2 separate regions of the Gossypium hirsutum genome follow, and region 2 is linked to region 1. The links are chromatin contacts, called in public Hi-C maps. All regions are on one chromosome and are shown on one strand. Each heading gives the region's core, a stretch centred on a gene start, on an enhancer-like site or on the middle of the called end of the contact. The rest is flanking DNA. Distances are from core to core; before and after follow the strand shown. Region 1 holds the start of LOC107962894 (ethylene-responsive transcription factor SHINE 2). Region 2 holds the start of LOC107961679 (EIN3-binding F-box protein 1).

Region 1 (3,833 bases), core at 568-3,067:
CACAAGAAAATAAAATGATATTACTCCTAAGCACAAATTTAAACTATTCATCTAAAAAAAAAGTGATGCTCTTAAGCAAAAGTTTAAATCATGCATCCAAAAAGAGATGATGATGATGATGATGCCCTTATGCATGAGTTTAAACTATTCATCTAAATTCTAAAAATATGATGCTCCTAAATATTATCTTAAATTGTTCATCTAATAAATAATATTCCTAAGCATAAGTTTAAACGATTGTATCACTTTTAAGCATGAGATTAAATTGTACATCTAAAAAAATGAACTATCTCATGACTTGACCTTTAAAAAATGATTATACACATGCAATTTAGTTTTATTGCGTGTTCATTCCAAATGAAAAGAAAAGTTGTTGATGGCAAAAAAATATTAAAAGATGAAAATTTTCGATATTAAAAGCAAACTAAGTTTTAAGGCTTGTCTATGTTCTATACTCAACACAAACCATTTGTGTGACTAAGTCCTGAAAGGCAATTTGTAGGTTTGAGAAAATTTTGGATGAATCAAAATTATTTATTATTTATCTTTAATTAAATTAAATTAATTAAAAAAAAGATAAACTAAGAAATTAAATCCTTTTAGAAAACTTTTATAAACATATCATATTCTTTAAGGATTATTTTATATATATTTAATTTAAACAAATATGAGATAAATAATAAATTAAAAAAAGGTTTAATCCTTGTATATCACCCAAATTAATAAGTTATAGTCTATATGAATTCTCTTTTACTTAATTGATTGGCATTATAAAAGGAGATAACTTACAAATCATTCAACACAACTTCATAATTTTGAAAGTTTAAAAATCAAAACTTTAAGAGAAGATTTTGAACACTAGAGACTTTCTCCAAATCTCTGAAAAAATTGAGAACTCAAAAATTTTGAAGAATGTCGCATCAATTCTAGAAAAAGCTACTTCCAATCTTGTTCAACTTTACAAAGAAGTTTAAATTCGTTCTTCAAAATCAAGTCTAGAAAGCTTTTAAGTGGAATTCTCTATCCAAAATCAAGTTTTAAAGAACCTTGAGCAAATCTCTCCCTAATTTGATTGCACCAACATAAAGGAGATAAAAATCATTCTTCGGAATCAAGTCTTGGGAACTTTTGAAGTGAACCTCGTTGACTTAAGATCAAGTTTCAAAGACTCTTAGATCAATTCTCAAACAAACAACTATCCAAACTTGTTTTCAAAATCAAGTTTAAACAACCTTTAGATCGAAGCTTCATTAAACAGAAGAATAAAATGATTTCTTTGTGTTCAAGAAACTTCCAAAAATTTTAACTCAAATTTTATAAATAAAATTATTTTATTTGTTCTTAGTTTTTTAAGTCTTAATTTTTTTACTCCAATTTGTGTGTAAAAATTGTTAATTTTTTTATAATATAAATTTCAAATTAATACTTGGCTATTAGATACAAAATTGTTTAGGGTAGTGTTTGGGAATTTAATTTTAAAATTACAATTTGGATTTAAAAAATAATGTAAATTAAGAAATAAAATATTTAAAATGTAAGATCCATAATAATTTCTCAAACTTATTAGATTCCTAGTTAGTAGTAATTTTGAATTCCTAATATTTTTAGATTTAATATATTCATATTTTTATACTTGTGGATAACATATGCATTGTATTCTTATCATGAATTTTCAAATCTATGTTTCATAGAGGTAGTATTATTTTATCACCGGTTTTTTTTTTCTTTTTTCTTTTGAAATCCAATTAATTTGATTACCTAGCTAGTGAACATTATTAGTACTTACTAGTATAATGAAGAAGATAGTCAAAATGTTATCTAGCTGTTTTTTCTTTCTTTTTCTGTTTTGGAACCTAGCTCTTTCCTGGTGTGTAGGTGGAAATCTTTATTGCAGCAAAGTAGTATACTAATTACCTCGAGACTTTTCCATTAAATACATCTAGACAGCTCACAGCCTCATATATAATTTTTTTCACATTTCCCCCCTCTTAAAAACTGCAACCTCATCACCTTCCATATTTATGATATCTCTGCACTCAAGTCTTTCTCTCCATCACAAGACATGGTACAATCAAAGAAATTCAGAGGTGTTCGGCAGCGTCAGTGGGGCTCTTGGGTTTCCGAAATTCGCCACCCTTTGCTGTAATTACCACACCCACCCACTCACATTATCACCCCATTAATTGCCATAAATATATATGTATATGCTTGTCTGGTTTTATGCTGTGAATTTGATGGTGTTTTTATATTTGCAGGAAGAGAAGGGTATGGCTAGGGACATTCGAGACAGCTGAGGCTGCTGCAAGGGCATATGACCAAGCTGCTATTTTGATGAACGGCCAAAATGCAAAGACCAATTTCCCCAAGGCTGCTCACCCTGGTGAACAAAATGCTCGTGGTGGTGGTGGTGGCGGTGATGATGATGATGATGATGATCGGTCTCCATTGCCCCCTAAGGCCTTGGCCGAGCTTTTGAATGCTAAGCTGAGGAAGTGTTGCAAAGACCAATCTCCTTCTTTGACTTGCCTCAGGCTCGATACCGATAATGCTCATATAGGTGTGTGGCAAAAGCGTGCAGGGAATCGATCGAGTTCCAATTGGGTCATGAGGGTTGAGCTTGGGAATAAGAAGGTTGATACCCCGGCGTCCGGAGACAGAAGGACACTGTCGCCGGGGTCGTCAACTACGGCGGATGAGATCGAAGCCGGGAACCTAATGGGGGAAGAAGATAGGATTGCACTGCAGATGATAGAAGAATTACTCAATTGGAATTGTCCCGTGACTTCTTCAACTTCTCTAATTGGAGTTTAAGTGTGTTATAGCTACTTAAAAACATATATGATATTGTGAACAGCGCAGTGGTGAAGTCCCATTGCTAGATATAAAAAAAGAATTTCTACTCAAAAGTCCTTTTAGCATTTTACCCTTTCAAGGTCATAAGTCATTGTTCTACCATCCCCGCATGTAAAACTGGTTGTGAAATTTTACAATATGAAAGCAAATGTAGATCACCACCTACATAACTGTTTAACCTTCGAATTTAATCCAAGCTTTAATGTCTGTTTATCTGTCATAGATTCTACAACCTTAAAAACTGGTCTACTTGCTCCAGTAACTTAGAATTAGCCGTCTTTTTACTGTCTGCTTTTAGTCCATCTATTGTAATCTATCACCTCTCAACATTGTATATTAAACTTTTAATTGGTATATAATTAAAAGGGCACTCTTATCTTTTGTTTTTTTTTCTTTGGTGTATATGAAATCTATAAAATATCTATGAGATGTTTAAAATCTCAATTTTATTATTTCAATCAAACCTTTCATTTAATTTTTACATCAAGTTCTCCCTTTTTCCCCATATATTTGTTGCTAACAAGTGTCTGCCATATACATTAAACAACAAGGTCCCTCAAGTCCAATCCAAACTTGCTTATTCTCCTACTTTATCCTTATCATGAACATGAGCATCTCTTTAACATATAAGATCCCAAATATTGCATAAATATAGGCTCAAAGTCGCGAAATAAAACTTAAACTAACTTAAATTAAATTATAAATTTTTCGAAAAGGCTAATCTTTTTTTTTTCCATTTAACAAAATTATTTGGAGTAAGAGTGCAATTGAACCATTTAAGTAAGGTCAAGGCCATACCGATCCTAGATTTCCCTATGAATCAATTAAGCTAATTTCCATTAGTTAACAATAAAATAATTTGTGGAGCATAAAATCATACAAAATTATTGGATGGGATATTATTGAAAGCTACTTACAATGAGTAATCATCTAATTAATTCAGATTTGTATTTGCTTTCAGTATAAAATTGAGAATGATG
Region 2 (3,833 bases), core at 425-2,924, 180 kb before region 1:
TATCCATCACCCTCAACATCTGAATCTACATCCTCAGAAGAAACTCCACCTTTTTTATCGGTACTCTCGTACTCAAGATCTGATGCTTGGGTGGTTTTATTATCATTGATTTCATCTCTACGGATGTTGCTTACAAGTGTAAGCCAGCGCTTGGAAACACAAGCACAGGTACTCCTCTCTTGGCCTCCAGGTAACCGTCTGAAGATTTCAAATAAGCATTCATCGGGGAGGATCTCTATTGAAGGCTTCTTTTGCTCAAACTTCCCTCCAGCGAAAACGAATGGGGAACTGACGCGGCACCTCTTGCAAGGAGGGAAATACACATCCTGGTTAGGGTAAAAAAAGAGACTTGACTCCTTGCGGTTTGGGTAGATTGACCCCCCAGGGCAAAAATCATCACTTCCTGCAAACCAATACAAAGAACAACTATGAGATCAACGAAGCAAATTACAAGAAAACCGAGCTAAAATTTTTGAAAGATGTTTATTGATCAAATAGCACTTGTCTAGGAACCTAAGAACAACATAAGGAGGCTAACAAAGAAACCTAAGAATATTTAACTTTCACACCATACAAGATCTATGAACTAGATGGAGCTTATAACTCAGAAAGTCCATCTCAGATGTAGTCCTGTCCTATGTAACTGAACAAACAACCTACTGCCTAAAAGACAGTCGTCCGAACAGATCCAGTCAGAATAGACCTGATCTACAACCAAAACTCCTTTATTGCTTTCAAGTAGAAAGAATCATTAAACCATAAAAGAAATTAAGGTAAGAAACATCCTCAAAGTTCGTGCATAACATCAAAATCTCTTCACATATTTGACAGTTGAGGGTTAATCTAATAAGTGGCATGAAAAAAAATGAACAATCAGACTTGTGCCAGAGGCACCTAATCTACAACTAGAATCACCTAAAGGCTGCTAATTTTTTCCTCCCTTATCTAACTGAATTAACTAATTTACAACCAAGACTAAAAAATTCCACATTTATCCAGTCAACCAAATACCATGAAACAAAAAATCTTTGCTAAAAGGCTATTAAAACCATCCATGATACTTTTACAATAATGATAAAGACGAGTACCCTAAGTTACCTAAGATATCTCAAAAATCTAAAATTTGTTCATATAAAGAAAAAGGGTATCCACATATAAGACAACAGCTGAGAATTACAAAAAAAAAATAATAATAATAACTAGCAAACATGAAGAGCTTACCACTAAAAGCAAAGAGCTTTGACATGAGTACAGCTCAAAAAACCCCGGGAGGTCAAATATGCACTGTTCCACGCCCAAAAACCCTCCAAAGAGAGACAAAAAAAGAGACCCAAAAAGGAAGAAGGCTAAAACGTCACCGTGTATGGCTTGAATACACGAATGCATGAGAAAGATTGGAGCTTGAAGATGATTGGAACCCTATTAGATAGGGCAAAAAAAAAAAGAGTGAAAGAAAGAAACTGTGGAGAATGAGAAATGAAAGATGAGAGGTAAAGGAAAAAAGGGGTTGGTTTTATGATGAGAGGAGAGAGGCTTGGGTATGTGATAATACACTGGAAAGATGCCCACATGCAATGTATTTGAGCAAAAATGTCGTTTTATTTTTTTTTTTTTTCCTTCAATACTCTCTATCTTCTCCCCCACCACCATTTTCAATACCACTTACCACTTTTTCTTTTGTTGGTTTTTTTATAATTGGCCTTTTTGTTGTTATGCTCCCTTTATTATCTTAAAATTGAGTCTATTTTAATTGGTCCCTTTATTTTACAAGAATTAAGAAGTTAGTCCTCCTACTTTAATTCGTTAAGGTATTTCCCTTTTGCTTTACGAAAATTAATAATAGTTAAATAATTTATATGCAAATCAACAATTCAACTATTTATATTTACGACATCAGTAAAAATAATAATTAAACAAATTATATGAAACAAATTAATAAAAATCACCGATTCAAATTCATGTATTACCATAATTAAACTAACTTCTTGACTTTCGAACTAAATTTTGACAAATAAAATAGGGGGAGTAATTTCTGGATTTTATACTACCATTTATCTTTCTGATCATAGTGAAATTTCAATTATAATCTTACTGTTTTCTTGTTCTCCGATCATAAATTGTCAATTTGAAATATAGATGTCTTTTTTTTCTCTCATAAATCCATGAAAAGTTACTAATATGTGAAGCAATTCCATAGAAATATAGTATTTTGTCTATGCCATATGTTCAACTTTTTTTTAATTGCATAAATGATAGGTATTTTTCCTTATATGATCTATGTTAAGCTTCGGTTTTGTAGGTAGAAACTAAATAACTTATGATATAAATTAAATCATTGTTAAAAATATGATAATTTAAAGTATCAAATTTTATATAAAATAAATTATTGATATTATAATTTTGCGTAAAATATAGGGTTAATATATACTCTTTGGTACATGAGTTTGTCTTTAATTATATTTAATTTGGTACTTAAGTTTTTTCTCCAATTTGGTACTTAAGTTTAGCTTCAATATTCGATACCTAAATTCTTTTAATTTGATGTAATTAAGTACTTGAGTTTGACTTTGATGTTCAATTTGGTACCTGAGCTCTTTTTTTCCCAATTAAGTACCTATGCATTTTTTACTAAAGTGCACGAGTTAAACATTCATTGGATTATATGATTTTGTTTGGTATGGATACCAAATTGAACATTAAAACTAAACTAAGGTGACAAATGATATATTAACCCTAAAATATATAATATAAAAACAACCCAAATATATAAAAGGCTAAAATATGGTTTGAGTCCCTATACTCTTCCTGCATTTTAAATTTAGTCCATCAACTTTTTATTTCCAGGGATTTAGTCCCTCTTCTTTTTAGATTTCAAATTCAAGTCTAATTATTAACACTATTAAAATTATTTTGTTGAATTTGTTTTCGTGACATTTTCAATTTTTAAAAAGAAAAAAACTCATTTGGTAGCCATGTGACAAGAAAATAATGTTGTAATAAACTTAAATTTAATAAAAGAATTGTAATAGTGCTAACAACTGAACTTACGTTTTTAAATTAGAAAAATAAAGAGATTAATTTTTTAAAATAAAAATAAACAAACTAAAATTCTATAAAAAATTAAAGCATATTTTATGGAATTAAAATTTATAAAATTTTGTTTTTAGACGAGAAATAAATACTCTACGTTTAGACCTGTAGTGATTACAAAGGAGAAATATTTTAGGGTAAATTGTAAAAATAGTCACTTTTATTTGCTGCAGATTACATTTTAGTGACTTATGTTTGAAATGTTATATTTTAGTCACTTATGTTATCATTTTGTTACGAAGTGGCTACTCTACTGTTAAACTTCGTTACCTCCCTAATGGCAATCCTACATGGCAGTCCAAATTGGTTAAATATTAGCTTCAATATCCAGTTGCTAGAATGAAAATAGGTTTTTAATTAAATAAATTTAATTTAGACTACCACGTAGGACATCCAAGTTGGCATTTGAAACCCATTTGGACTGTCCCGTAGGACCGTCACGTAGGACCGTCGTTAGGGAGATAATGGAACTTAACGGTAGAGTGACCACTTCGTAACAAAATAATAATGTAAGTGACTAAAACGTAACATTTCAAATATAAGTTATTAAAATATAATATGAAGCAAACAAAAATGACTATTTTTATAGTTTACCTAATATTTTATTATTAGGCATAATTCATTAATTATATAATACTTTTATAAAGGATTCGTCCCAATTCATAGAACTGACTTAATTAAGTAACGTTATCCAACCTTAATTAAGCAACGTTCTGAGTTAAAGCTTTTTTCCGGTCATGCCT

What was found. Hi-C and Micro-C count contacts between places; a contact is called where the count stands out from the background.
Region 2: a Hi-C map of leaf shows a contact between it and region 1, with 2.3 times the contacts expected there. The contact joins the promoter of LOC107961679 here to the promoter of LOC107962894 in region 1. A contact is called at or near these places in 11 of 34 Hi-C or Micro-C datasets (anther, callus, fibers and 3 more).

Annotation. Positions count from the first base shown.
Region 1 is chrA06:37,147,184-37,151,016 of Gossypium_hirsutum_v2.1, reverse strand. LOC107962894 (ethylene-responsive transcription factor SHINE 2) reads left to right here and starts at 1,817. Exons shown (of 2, transcript XM_016899444.2): 1 at 1,817-2,142; 2 at 2,256-3,234. The coding sequence starts at 2,063. The coding sequence ends at 2,811.
Region 2 is chrA06:37,325,843-37,329,675 of Gossypium_hirsutum_v2.1, reverse strand. It overlaps LOC107961679 (EIN3-binding F-box protein 1), which reads right to left and starts at 1,674. Exons shown (of 2, transcript XM_016897757.2): 1 at 1,222-1,674; 2 at 1-403. The coding sequence starts at 1,246.